4 separate regions of the Mus musculus genome follow, and regions 2, 3 and 4 are each linked to region 1. A link is a contact called in public Hi-C and HiChIP or PLAC-seq data. All regions are on one chromosome and are shown on one strand. Each heading gives the region's core, a stretch centred on a gene start, on an enhancer-like site or on the middle of the called end of the contact. The rest is flanking DNA. Distances are from core to core; before and after follow the strand shown. Region 1 holds the start of Taf15 (TATA-box binding protein associated factor 15). Region 2 holds the start of Lig3 (ligase III, DNA, ATP-dependent). Region 3 holds the start of Rffl (ring finger and FYVE like domain containing protein). Region 4 holds the start of Dusp14 (dual specificity phosphatase 14).

Region 1 (3,381 bases), core at 474-2,973:
TGGTCCTGTCTAAAGGTTCCTAAAATCCTCTGTCTATACAGATACAATGAGGAGAAAGGACCTCATGCTCTTTTCTGACCTGAAGGTATCAATTCTGAACTTACCCTTTCTTTGCTCCATTCTAGTCTTTTCCGCTTGGTCCCTGTCACAGTGCAGGACACCTCTATCTGGCCATTTCTTGCATAGGCTTTCATGGCCTCCTAAGTGTCTGTGACTTCTGCACTTCCCTCTGCAGTTACTTTATGAGTCCAGTGCACTGCGATCTCTCTCACTAGCATTATTATTAAGCCACTCAAGTGATCTTCCTGCTTAAAATATTTTGTTTTAAGACAAAAATAAAAAAGGCCCTCTGCAGTCCTGTGTGTCCTGGAACTCACTATGTATACCAGTTTGGCCTCAAATTCAGAGGTCCTCCTGATTCCACTTTCTAGTACTGGGCCATGCTACCTCAATTGGTTTTAAAAATTATCAGTGCTGGGAATTGAGCCCAGGGACTCAAGCATGTTAGGCCAGGCTTGGATCACTGAGCAAAATTCTTAGTCTCGCTTCTCTCTCCCACTTTTAGGCACCTCGCAACTCCAACCTATTCTTCATTCTACAGCTGGAAAATACATATCTAATCTCCACCTTTTGAAGTTCTCTAGTGGGTGGATCCACCACCTTCAGGACAAAGTTCAAACTAAGAGGCCTCAGCTATATACCCTCCTACTTTTCTGGCAAGTTCAACTTTTCTCCCCTGGAGGCTACACTTCAAACATATCAAATTACTTGTTCTACACCAAGTCTGGACAGATCTTTTGCCCAATTCAACTTGAATAACTCATCACCCAGGTCTTCGTTCAGGTGTCACTCACTCGGGGAAATGTCCTTGCAGATTCTCGAGTTTTCCAAGCCCTTTTCCCAACTGAGCTTACTCTACGGCTTTCCGGTAAAACCCCTTAGCAACAGGGTCTGGTTACCAGGCTTCAAAATTCCACCTTTGCCCTTGGTTAGCCTCAGGCTATCCGGCTGTATCCGCAACTGGGGGAAACTATTTCATCAGTCTGTTGTGCGAATTAAATGAGATGATGTAAGGCGCTGACAATTTAAGAGTTAGCTGTTACAGAGGACTAAGAAAGATCCATTCCCGTGTCTCCTTATTCCCGGAGCCAGTTATGCGCGTGACTTAGACTGAAGTCACATTTTTGTTCTGGTCTCACTTCGATTTTTTTATTGGACAAGGTGGTTATAACAGCCCCGGAGGCGATCAGGTATGGAGCTTGTCACGACTTTCGTTCCGCTCGCTGCCCAGACTCGGGACGCCCCCAAGTGGTTCAAGTTCTGCAGCAAGAGCCCGAGCGAGGCCGACCACACCATTCCCGATTTTAAAGGAAGAATCGACTTTCCCAGGCATTAAGTTCTTATTTATAAAAGGGGAGCCTCGTCTTTCGCTTCATAGCTTCAAAGTCTACCAGACCCGGTAAAACTAGAACTGGGGTTGTGAATGGGGCGGAGCGAGCTGGCTCGCTTTCCTCCCCTAGCCCCAGGAGGGCATTGGTACTTTCCTCTCTCAATTCCCTCTCAATAATGGTACGGTCGCGGAGGGGAGATCCGGGAGGACTCTAAGGCTCGGCGGAACGGAGTGGCGTGGAATCACCCCTCCGGCTTCGGCGCAGTGGTATCGCCTGCCGCGCGCTGATTGGCTGCCGAGGGCCCGCAGTCGGCCTCAGCCCGCCGCGCCGCCCTCAGAGCAGCTCCAGCAGCCGCGCCGCCTGGCTTTTCGTTTTCCTTGTTCTCCGCGGGCCGTGGCGGGGCTCCGCGCCGCGGCTGTTAGTCATGTCGGGTAGGTGACTCCGTCAGCGAGCAGCGGCAGCGGCGAGAAGGGGTCCGGTGGGTTCTGGCCGTCTTCCCGCCCACCGGAGGGCCGCGAGGGAAAGACTCCGGCCTGAGGGAGGCTGGGGTGGGGGGAGGGAGGGGGGCGGCCGCGTCGCCGCCATGTTGGACCGGAGGCACGCACGCTCCCAACGCTCCCTGGCTACAAATCACGGCGGGAGCGCCCCGGAGCTCTTTTGATCCTGCCCTTGGAACCTGGGGAGATGAGCAGCTCCCCGGGGAGGGTGTGTGTGAGTTGGGGGGGGGGCGGAGGCCCGTCTACGCCATCGTAAGGGCGGGGGGAGCCGAGATCTGAGCATCAGCCTGAGGACTGGGGGCTTCGGGTCCTCCGCGCCGACTCAGATCTCTCAGCGAGGCCTCCGGCCGGTCGTCTCGCCACCTCGTTCCTCTGTTTCCCCATCCGAGAAGTGGAGCTGGGCCTTCCTGACTCACCCATTCATCAGGTGGGAGTCTTACGCTCTGGGAGCCCTTTTCGAAGCACTTTGCCTTACCCGAAGTCGCGCTACGGTCATTCCCTCTGCTGTAACCATTGGGGTTGCGGGGCGGTGTTTGTTTATTGGGCTTCACCTTTGTACTCCCTCCTCCACTTGTTAATCTCCTGAACTTAGAATTAAGCCTTGCCAGTTACTGACGAGCACTTTTAGGTCTTCGTGGCATTTCCCTTAAGACTTTAGAGACCAAGGACAGCGTCTTCCTCAAATTAGTATTTATAGAGGCCACTGCTGTGTGGAAGTGAGGCTTTCCCCCCTCCGGACAGGCAGTCTGGGTCCTGTTAAACCAGAACTTAAAAGTCCTCTGAATTCTAACAGTTCCAGTTGACCACATAAGGTCCTTTCTTTGGGCTACACTTACAGGTGGCAAAGACAGACCCAGAACGAGAGTTCTTTACTTCTGAGGAAAACATTGCCTAAAGCCATATGGCTGAGATGACATAATGACTTTGGTAGTTTTTCACCTACTTATGAGAGAAAGGATCTCATGAGGTATCCTTGGCTCAACTGGAACTCGATATGGAGTCCAGGCTGGCCCCAAACTCACAGATCCACCTAACCGCTGGCACTAAAGGTGTGCACCACTATGCTTGGAAGATTTGCCCTTTTATTAATTAATTGGCAATCCTTTTCTAAAGGTTTTCCCAGTCCACCTGGAGGGATGTGTATGATCAAATCTGCAATTGGAGAAGATTCAAAAGGAGCGAGAAAGACGGGACAGAGAATGATGGTCTTCCCTCAGATTAGCAATGATACTGAGGAGCTAGAAATCTCATCTTTTTGGGTAGGGTACCTGTATGGTGGAAAAAGCTAGGCTGAAGTGAAGTTAGCTCTTTTTAAATTCTGCTTTTTGTTCAAACAAGGGATTATTAGTTCCAGAGGAGAAATTGGCATATTTTTTCCAGGTAAAGGTCCAGAAAAGGATGTACAAGTGCATCCTTAGGAAGGGTATATGTAGGTTAACCGTGACTTAGAAAATTAAATAGCTCTCTTCATGTAGGAATTACCAAGATTCAGT
Region 2 (3,381 bases), core at 562-3,061, 690 kb before region 1:
TCCCTAAAATAAAAAGAAAAAAAGAAAAGAAATATCACTGCATCTAGATTCACGCTAAATGAAAGTTCAGTGCTCTTACCGTCAAAAAAAGAAAAAGAAAGAAAAGGAAAGGAAAGGAAAGGAAAGGAAAGGAAAGGAAAGATATGCAATTGGCAGCTTTGGTACCTAGCGCTGTTTCACAGCAGGGGCACCTAAGTCAGAGATGATTATGAATACCATGTAGTTCTCATCAAGCAAAGCAAATACTTAGGGCCTGAGTCTTTTTGTACACTTCCGTCATTAACAAAGACATAATGAACTTCCTTTTAAGGGGTTCAACACTCTTTTATTAACCATTCATTTCATTAGCTCTCGAATTTCATTCATTTAGAAGTAGATGCAGGCAACATGGCAGCGTCAGATGCCTTTCATCCCAGCACATGGGAGGCACAGGTAGGTGGATTTCTGAGTTTGAGGCCAGCCTGGTCTACAAAGTTTGAGTTCCGGGACAGCCAGGGCTACACAGAGAAACCCGGTCTAAGAAGAGAAAGCCTTTGCAGATACCCACTGCTCCTCACCACAGGCTTTCTGTCTGTGGAGTGCTGAGCTGGAGCCATAACAATGGGAGTTAAGCACGCAGCCCCATCGTTTCTGATGCCCTAGTTCAAAGACAGTAAAACCAAACAGGTGAGTGACAGTAAATATTCTTTAACCGAACACATAAAAAATTGGCCAGCAAATAACTGGAATATATGCACTATTACTATTAATGAGGTATTTTACTCTCTTTGGGGAAGTGTTGGGTACTTGTCAGTGTACAGTGTTCATTTACAGCATCTCTCACTTCAGACTGCTTACATTTCCAGGGCTCAGCAACCGAATATATTGCTTGTGATGAAAGGGTTGGTCAGCACAGGGAAAGTCCATTGGGTTAAGATCAACTCCAGTCAAAATGTTCACGCTTCCTCAACTGGAGCCCTTGAGCCTAAGGCCTTCCGAACTCCAAACCCAGGTTTATCCTGCTGCAAGTTAAGAGAAAACAAAGAGCCTTCACCTCATTTCAAACACCAGGATCTAGCTGGCCTCAGTACAGCAGACACTCAACCTTGAACTCCAGAGAGCCTCCCTCGGCTCATTCTCCAGTTCTGTTAAAGACCTCGTCTATCAGCCCTTCATTTCTATGAACAAATAACTGAGCACCTCACACAGATTCAAGCATACACCTTCCTCTCCATCTCAAGGCCACTTTGATATGGACAACAGCCTTTTAGTGAGTCGGCTTGTCTTAGTCTCTCCCCTGACCAGCTTCAACTATAGTGACCCCTCACAGCGTTCTTTCCCTATGGAAAAAAAGCTAAACTCTTCCTCAGAAATAGAACTTAGTTCCACGATCTGCACTTTATTTACCTAACAAAGCCCAACTGTTTGCCCTTCCCAGACTGAACAAGGCCTGAATACTTTTATTTTTTGAAAAATTAGCCATCTTGAACTCACAGAGCCTATTTGAGGTTTAGAAGCACTAGTTCGCTAAATGACATAAACGGGGCCACAGTCCCTGTTCTTCACATTTTCTAATTACCTTTTTAATTAAAGTAGTGCCTTTTAATTCAGCAAAACTCCTGCGGTGCGGAAGACACAGGTGGAACGACTCGAGCTTCCCATCCCTAGGATCACTGCAATGATTTTTCAACACTACCTTCAATATCTAACAATCTGAGAAACTCTAGGAAGTTCAGGGACGCTGCGCCCCAAGCCGCCACTCCAACCCAACACTCAGTTCAAGATTTCCGGGTAGGAATAGAACAGCGACCCACGTGGCGACCGGAGGGGGCGGGGTCCGAGGGCGCAAGTCGGTTACTGCGCCTGCGCCCTGCCTCCGGCTGGAGTACCCGTATTTAAAGAGACAGGCGGTCTATTCATCGTGCGGGACCCGTGGCCTTGTGGGCGCCTGGTCCGGTGGCTCGTGCGGAGCGTCAGAGCCAGGGCAGCCGAGAAGGCAGGTGAGGGGCGGCGCGGCGCGGAGCGGCGGGCCGCGGTGCGCCGTGTGGGGAGGGCCGGGGCCGAACGCGGCGTGGCTGGAGTGGCCGTGGCTCCTCCCCCGCCCGCCGCTCAGCCTGGGGGCACACCCTCCGTGACGTGGCGCCCCCACGGGAGCCCACGGGAGGCCCGCGGCCCCCGGGACCCTGGGCAGCCACCGGGAAGGGCAGGATGCCAGAGTGGGCATTCTCAGGGGGTCGGGGCCGGGCCGCCGCCGGTCCCTCTCCGCCGCCTTGTTGCGCGGCCGCGGCTCGCCCGCACAGCCTGTGGGCAGAACGGCGTGCTGCTTGCTCTTCGGGCTCCCGGCCTCCTCGCGCCGGTCTCCCCGGGTAGTTATTTGTCGTATCCCGGGATGGGCGATACGACACCCTACCCACCCTACTCTGCGGAAAGTTGAACTCCTACTCGCCCTGAGCTCCTCCTCAGCCCTTGCCGGCCTTCACTCGCCTCTCAGATTCTTAACGGTTAGGGCTTGTGTGACCCCCTGAGTCTGCCAGTTACGGACCTCCCCTCCCCCAAGTCGAACATTGTCAAATACACAAGTTTGGTATACAAACTTCAGAACTCCACGTCCGGCTTGCCCTCGTACTCCTTGTAGTTTTCCTAACCACCCCATGAAGTAGTTCTAATCTTTGGGGGGTTTGTTTTCTTGCTTGTTTTCCTTTTGAGACGGTCTTGACGACGTACCCTGGCTAGACAGAAATTTACTAAGTAAACCAGACTTTCTAGCTTCGAACGCACAGCAATCCTTCTGTCTTTGCCTTCTGATATGATTACAGACGAGAACCACCATAACTAGCTCTTAGTCCTGTTGTAATTGTTGTTGTTTTTTTGTTGTTTTTTAAGATAAAACTGGGGCCGGGTGTGGTAGCACACGCCTTTAATCCCTGCACTCAGAACACTAGCTTGCTCTTCCTAGTGACTTCCAGGACAGCCAGAGCTACATAGAAAAATCTATCTAAAAACAAACAAACAAAAAAACCGAAAAATAAATAATAGAAAATAAACTGAAGTCATGCTTGGTGGTTCATACCTATAATTCTAGGGCTGGAGGTGGGAGGATCGGATCGGCCAACTAAGGTGTCTGGCTAGGGTCCACCTTGTTGGAGAAAACCAAGTCGCCTGATATCTGCCCCCACCTCCCCACCCCGCTGTAGATGGGTAGGCTTGGTCTCCAACCCTTTCTTTAGTAGTACACCTGCTGTGCTCCGCTCTACCTCAGCCTTCTTGCTGCTCTGACACAATATCAATTAAAGTTCTCAGCAGAGTGGGGACTAAAAATAGTTTCCAGTAAATTGAAAATTAAAACTGTAAAGCCACTTAAATAATTACAGATATAAGAAGGGATAGGAATAATCATTTTCC
Region 3 (3,381 bases), core at 582-3,081, 600 kb before region 1:
CTTTCTGAGAACAGCTTTCTCTTTTTTTGTTTTTATTTTAGCACTTGGTTAAATTGGTCAATTTGATGGATTTACAACCCTGGATCCCAGTGTAAAGAGTCAGGATCACAGCTAATCAATATAAGAACTTTTTTGTTTTTTGGTTGGATTTTCCAAGACAGGGTTTCTCTATAGCCCTGGCTGTCCTGGAACTCACTCTGTAGACCAGGCTGGCCTCAAAATCAGAAATCCGCCTGCCTCTGCCTCCCAAGTGCTGGGATTAAAGACGTGCGCCACCACTGCCCGGCCTAAGAAGTTTTAATGTACTGGGCTCTGTGATTAAACATTAAGGTGAGTGTGTATCCTCTGTTACATGGACATCTTTGAACACCATCAAGTTATTAATTAGCCCTGACACATCAATCTGCTACTGTCCTCCAATAAACCACAACTTTTTAACTGTACTCTGGAGTCCAGAATTAGCAAATATGAAATTTTACAAACAGTTGCTAACATTAGAAAGAATGGGGGGGGGGGGGAGAGGAGGGAAGGATAAGGAAGCTGCCACAAAGGAAATATACGGCCAGTTTTGGTCTTAGAACTCTACAAACTGCCCAGGACATAGTCCCCTTCCATTCCTAGAAAAATGCCACAGTATTCGAACAGCCTTGCCCACATTTCAGTATACTGAACTGTCAAGGCAAGAACCACCATGCAGCTCTCAAAAGTGGCGACAGGAAGTCTCTCGGTTCTCCAAGCCACCAGCCAAAACATACATAAGGAGGTTACTATTTTCTTGGAAGGCCACACGCATCCTGGGGTGTTTGTTCATGCGTCACTCTAGCCTTTAACCAGGGCACAGAGTGTGAGTTGTGGGTAAAACCCCATTTCCGAGCTAAGAATAATCTTCCCCGTGGTGGACTGAGAGGAATGTGGAAATCTTCCTCGATTACACAACAGCACCCCCCCACCCCCATGACAGCTTTAAAAAAAAAAAGAAAAAAGGAAGAAGTACGCTGCTGTTGTTTTTTTCTACCGGTCTTAAATCGGAGCTCAAACAGACGCCAGGAAAGGCTGTGGACTCCCCTGATCTACCCAGACTTCCCCATGCCCGGTCAAATGTCTCCTGGGCAGCCAGCTGGAGAGGGGCCCTACTTCCCTCTGAGTCTCGGCCAGGACCACACAGTGGCGACCTAACACACGTCGGGGACAGAGGTCGACTCCCAAGAGGCAGACAGCAGACTCTGGCAGGGAGGAGGGAGGAGGGGAGAGCAGCATCCCAAACTTCCCATCTAACCTCCAAACTCCGAATCTCCAGGGTCCTCCTGGTAGAGAGCCAGTGCCGCCAAAGCTCTGCCTCTGTAGACGGTTTTCTGTCCTACAGAAATGCATCCTTCCCCAGGACCTACCGGGTTCTTACGACACTTGGGTACAAGTTGAGGACACACGTCCCGGGTTACGGCGCACACAGACGAAATGCTTTGCGGCACTTTCATGGGACAGGTGTGGGGTGACCTGGCGGTGGGGAGTTCCTGGAAAGGGCTGCCCCACTCCCGGAGCGCAGCTGGATCCTCACACCCCCCGGAGCACAGCCTGAAGCACCGGATCCTCCAGCCCAACCCGCCACAGCCACAGCCACCGCCTCCTCACCTGCCGCGGACGCTGCCGGGCCACACCTGGGACGGCAGAGGCCAGATCCCGACCGCGGCCACTCAGGCAGCGGGGCTGCGGGGTCTGCGGCCGCCGCAACTCCACGCCTGAGGGGCGCCCGGGTGCCCGAACCACATCCTCACGGGCGGCCCCAGGAAGTCCACCCCCACTAACCCAGTCCCCCGCGGCTCGGCGTGGGCCCCGCCCGTCCAGCGTGCGGCCCCGCCCTCCCGGCTTGCGGCCCCGCCCTCCACCCCACCCCCGCGGGAGCGCACGCCCCCGCCACCATAGAGAGGAATCGGGCGCGCGGCGGTCTAGAGTGCAAGCCTCCGCGAGCGCCCTCTGTCGGAGCCCGGCTAGGTGTGGAGTCCCCAGTCTAGGCCGAGCCAACCAATCCCTTATGTGGTGATCTTGAGCAAGTCCCTTAAGATCACTAACTAGCTTTATAGTAAAGTTTGAATATTGAACCCTTGATTTCATGTTTCATCGTACCCGACAGATTTCCAGAACCCCAGACTCATCTAATTTATTAAGTTTCTTGGCGATATTAAAAGCCAATTCAGTGGGGCATCATAACCTGTCTTTTCCTCCTTGGATAAGCTACTTTCATGTTAGGAAGGTGGGGACACAGCTGAGAAAGGTTGCAGTACAATAAAAACGACTGCTAAGAAACCACCCAGCCATCGTTCATCACCCGTGCACCTTTTGGCAGGCACTTAACCTTTCCAATATCTTCCCCATCCCAGAAAGGCCGGTTGGGCCCGCACATTAAATGAGATAATGCACAAAGGCCTTAGTAAAGCATAAAACACCAGGGTAGCATAGGGGATCATTAGCCAGTGATCTAAGAAGATGCCTAGTCACGGAAGTCATATAAATGCTAATTCTTCTGGCTGGTGTCTAGTGACATCATTTTCTTATGCTTCAGGTTCCCATCAAAGACCTCTCAGAGTTTTCCTGAGCAATTTGTATTTTGATTTATTCAATATTTTGGTGCTTGGGATTTTTGTACATACTAGACAAGTGCTCTACCACAGTGCTACCCCTTGTATTTTAAAATAAAGACTATCAGAAGGGAACCAGAGCTAAAATATGTGCATCCGTACCAGACTCACTTTATAAGCCCTTTGCTATTTCCAGTTCTCAGAACACCCCAGCACGCTCTGTACTGTTATATGCTTGTTATCAACAAGGATCTACATTTTAAGTAATTTTCGAGCTTCCACACAGAGAAAAGCAGAACTCAGATGCAAAACTCTTTCTTTCTCCAACCTGGAGTGTACAGGGAGCCCCGCCTTCTAAGGACCCCTGGCACCTGAGTTGGATGTTCGCCCCTTGCCCCTTTCTCCTGCCTGCTTATTTCTGCAGCTTCGCTTTGCTGCAGTTCCCTATGAGCTCCGCTTCTCTCCGGACTTTTTCCTCCACAAAGGTGTATATCATTTTCTCCCTTCCCTTTCTGGTTTCCGTTCCTTTGACGCACCAACATTGTCCATCCTCTGATATTTCTGAAATGGGTCTGAGCGCCGTGCTGGAGACACAGGTTCTTCACCACACTGTCCATCTCTGGATATGAATGATAGCCACAGACATGTAATAGGTCCAAAACAGAAGTGAAAGGAGATCCAGACCTGCGATTTTTGTTGTTGTTGTTGTTAACTCACAACCAGAGTGCCCAGTTCTGAAAAGGAAGTGCACTTACCCCCCACCCCACCCCACCCCACCCCCAGTCGGACGATAATCAGGGCCTGAATT
Region 4 (3,381 bases), core at 260-2,759, 600 kb after region 1:
GCAAAGGTATACATCTAATTCAAAGATTTCTCTTAACCCTAATTTCAATCCCAAAGTCTTGAAGGATTTCCCCGATTTAGAAGCTCCAGCAGTAAATCTGTGTGCAGCTCTATTAAGGGATCTCACAGAATGCATACCTGCAGTCAGCCAGTATCAAAGGTTTCCTTCCGAGAGGAGGACTAAGCTCAGCGGCGCGGCGCTCTCGAAAAGGATGCTGAGAAGACTCGAATGAAGCCAACTGTCTCCCGTTTTATGGGGGAAAGCCAAAAATACCAAGCAGCTATTCTCCTCCCCCAAGCGTCAGTAGGTGAGTCAGAGCTGGAGGCAGGAGTGGGGCCCATGTGTCAAGCCGCCTGTGCAGGGCTCCTTCCTCCCTCCTCCCGGGAACTCTCGGCCCTCGTCTGACCTCATGGGAATTCTTAAGGTGTCTCCAGCAAGGAAGAAGTGGTGCCTCACTCTGGGGGTGCCTCACTCCTCTGTTTCTCAAGGAAACCGAGACTAAATGCCCTTTATGAGTCCACAAAAGACAACAGCAAATTGCAGCCCTAAACACAACTTTGCAAAGAATACATACAACACCCAAAGAGTTGCATCTTGTTGGAGGGACCCGGCTTTGTAGCTGAGGCCTGCGGCTGCAGACCACTGTCCCTTGGCCTCTCTGACCTTTCATTGTCCTCAGGGAGGATGTTCTGGTATCCCATTAAACTTCAAAGTTGGTACTTTTTGGAGCAAGAACTGCAGGAAACTGCGTTAAAACTCTTGGTCCACATTTCATTAAAGTCAGTTAAGAATCCGAATCCTTGCCTCCGTTTTTTACATCTACAAATCGGGAAAGCACAGCTCTCCACCTACCTCTTAGAAACTTCACTGAAAACTACCCAGAGAACGTAAACCAAATGCCGTGGGGCTCTCCTGAGTGGAAAGTATGAGGTATTGTTTTTAGTATTATTAGACCGGGAGACTACTGGTAAAACACCCCGCCTTCTCTTGCCTCTAAGATGCCCAGTTACCATAACATTAGCCGATGCCACTGGCAACATCCACTTCAATAGAAGGTAGTTATACAATCCTAAGGCGGCTACACCACTCGGCTCCCTTCCCTACCCCAAGCCCAGTACAATTCAACTTCGCTCCAGAGCAAGGATACTTAGGAGAAATAAGAGTCAGATGTGAGCATGGTGCACACCAATCTAACACCGAGGAGAGACGCTCAAGTTGAGTTCTTGGCATAGCAGAAAGCCAAGTGTTTCCAGGGGGTGGCGGGGCCGGTCGCGGGGTGCATGCTGACGCCTGCCGGCTTGGGTTCGGGGATCCCAGCCTCTCCCGCCCCGCGCCCCGAGGTCGCCGAGCACCCGCACAAAGTTTGCAGAGCCGAGGGTCGCATGCGCCCGGGCCCCTCTGGCTCTCCCCCGCACCCCGTACCGAGTGTGCCGGTGGCGGCAGCGGCGGCTCTCGGGTCCGTGCTGCTGCGAGGCTCGCGGCTTCTGCCCGCCGGCCTCGCGCGCCTCCCGCTCCCTGCGCGCTGCCGCCCTCTTCCGAGCGCGGGCCCGCAGCGGGGACGAGCGTGGGTTCCGGGCGCCGCGCGTGCGCGCTGCGGCGCGGGCAGGTCCTCCTGGCCCCGGTTCCTACTCACCTGGACTTACTCGCAGACCCCTGCTCCTTGAAGCCGCGTTGTCCTCCGGCCCAGCTTCTGAGCTGGCGTTCGAAGAATCTGTCCAAATGCAGAGAGGCAACTGCGGGAAGAGACAGAATAAAAGGTGTGAGCGCCGCAGCCAGTGACTAATCACCGCCTCTCAGCCACCCCCTCCTCCTCCCCCGGGCGAGACAGCCCCAGGTGCGGACCCAAGGGGGAAGGCAAAGCCACTCTTTTTTGCTTGTTTGTTGAGGCAAGGTCTCACTATGTAGACCAGGTTGGCCTGGAACTCACAGAGACTCGCCTGCCTCTGCCTTTATCTCCCTAAAGCTGGGATTAAAGGTATAAACCACCACGCCCTAATTCTTCCGTCAACTGCTGGGTGGATTTTGATTGACAGGTGAGGGAAGTAACTGGGGAAACTCCAAAGGAGTTAAAGACCCCTAAACCTCTGATGCATTGACAGTACCCACACTCCTAGGTACAACGAGGCTGACTTGTGGAACCCTTGAAATTTCTTTGCTCTCAACTAGCTCTCTCGCTCTCTCCCTCTCTCTTTCCTCTCTTTCTGTCCTCTTTAGGTTTTCTCACCTGAAATGAATGGATGCAAACTGACTTTAGCGCCACCCTACTCTTCTCTTCGCAAAACTGAGGGGCGATACAGGGGCGGTAGGAACGACTTCCTCCAGCCTCTGCAGTGAGTCAGACTCCAGGAGTCCTGACTTGGCGCTCGGTTGGTCCTGTGCTCACCCAAGCAATGCCCTCGCTGTAGCAAATCGCTGACATCAGAACTGCTGAAGTCAAACTAGTATTCTTGGATTTGGGGGAGGGGACAGAGGAGGAGCACGCCGCACTTAGGGCTTACTTAACAGTTTCTAGCATCTTCAAGTAAAACCTGGAGGTTTTTGTTTTACTTTCTTTCTTTTTTTAATCTCCATTGGCCAACTGGATTCAGTCTTTTTGTGGGTGCTGCAATATCTAGAAGTTTTTGTCTGTTTCCCAGACGAAAATATAACAGCAGAGGCATTTTAGTGATAATACAGGGAAAGCTAAAATGGCCTAGACTGAAGAGATTTGATGCCATTAAAAAGCATGAGAGCTTTAAAATTAGGCAAAATTAACCATTTCATGAAGAACACAAGGAGACTAAGATTAGGTTAAAGCACCGAGTTCAAACTGCATGGGAATATATCTTTCTGGTACTATTATCATTCCGGCAGTTTATTTCATGACCTGCTTTTGACATCCCTAATGTAAAAATAGCAAAATCTCTACTGGAAGTGATTGAATGCTGTTTGTATTTCTGCATGTCCCTCTACAGTGCTTCTCTCTCACACACACACACACACACACCCGTGCTGCCACCCTTTAACGCAGTGACCACCCCCAACCATATTGTTATTGTTGTTGCTACTTCCTAAGTATAATTTTGCTACTGTTTTGAACCATAACGTAAATGTCTGACATGAAGGATAGCTGATGTGGGACCCGTATGAAAGGGTCTTGGCCCACAAGCTGAGAACCTACAGTCCTGTACTCACTTCATGACTTGGTGGCAGTCACACTCCTCCTTAAATTCCATCCAGTTTTGTTTTTTGGGATCATTTTTGCTTACATTATTACTTGCACATGAGTAAGTTCTGGGTGGGGACAAGGAGCAGGACAGCTTTTGTAGACTATGCGATATAAGCCTTCCAGGAAAAGTCACACCCTAATTTAAGAGGGAGAGGCAAGCTCATGCAAAGAGA

Evidence for each region. Hi-C and Micro-C count contacts between places; a contact is called where the count stands out from the background. HiChIP or PLAC-seq counts read pairs in DNA pulled down with a chosen protein or histone mark.
Region 2: a contact with region 1 is called in an H3K27ac HiChIP or PLAC-seq map of extraembryonic endoderm stem cells, with 3 times the contacts expected there. The contact joins the promoter of Lig3 here to the promoter of Taf15 in region 1. A contact is called at or near these places in 1 of 39 promoter capture datasets (erythroid cells), 1 of 484 Hi-C or Micro-C datasets (regulatory T cells), 2 of 115 datasets of contacts at active chromatin or transcription factors (embryonic stem cells and extraembryonic endoderm stem cells) and 1 of 9 other capture datasets (liver).
Region 3: a contact with region 1 is called in an H3K27ac HiChIP or PLAC-seq map of thymic regulatory T cells, with 6 times the contacts expected there. The contact joins the promoter of Rffl here to the promoter of Taf15 in region 1. A contact is called at or near these places in 2 of 115 datasets of contacts at active chromatin or transcription factors (embryonic stem cells and thymic regulatory T cells).
Region 4: a Hi-C map of B cells shows a contact between it and region 1, with 12 read pairs. The contact joins the promoter of Dusp14 here to the promoter of Taf15 in region 1. A contact is called at or near these places in 3 of 39 promoter capture datasets (hippocampal neurons, liver and pre-B cells), 2 of 484 Hi-C or Micro-C datasets (B cells and uterus), 2 of 115 datasets of contacts at active chromatin or transcription factors (forebrain and large pre-B cells) and 1 of 9 other capture datasets (embryonic stem cells).

The regions. Positions count from the first base shown.
Region 1 is chr11:83,471,385-83,474,765 of GRCm38.p6, forward strand. It overlaps Taf15 (TATA-box binding protein associated factor 15), which reads left to right and starts at 1,724. Exons shown (of 16, transcript NM_027427.3): 1 at 1,724-1,822. The coding sequence starts at 1,816.
Region 2 is chr11:82,779,298-82,782,678 of GRCm38.p6, forward strand. It overlaps Lig3 (ligase III, DNA, ATP-dependent), which reads left to right and starts at 1,812. Exons shown (of 20, transcript NM_010716.3): 1 at 1,812-1,979. It overlaps Gm11423 (predicted gene 11423), which reads right to left and starts at 1,745. Exons shown (of 3, transcript NR_126067.1): 1 at 1,559-1,745; 2 at 838-1,001; 3 at 304-638.
Region 3 is chr11:82,869,379-82,872,759 of GRCm38.p6, forward strand. It overlaps Rffl (ring finger and FYVE like domain containing protein), which reads right to left and starts at 1,832. Exons shown (of 7, transcript NM_001007465.3): 1 at 1,630-1,832. It also overlaps a transcript of Rad51d not described here.
Region 4 is chr11:84,066,848-84,070,228 of GRCm38.p6, forward strand. Dusp14 (dual specificity phosphatase 14) reads right to left here and starts at 1,510. Exons shown (of 3, transcript NM_019819.3): 1 at 1,423-1,510.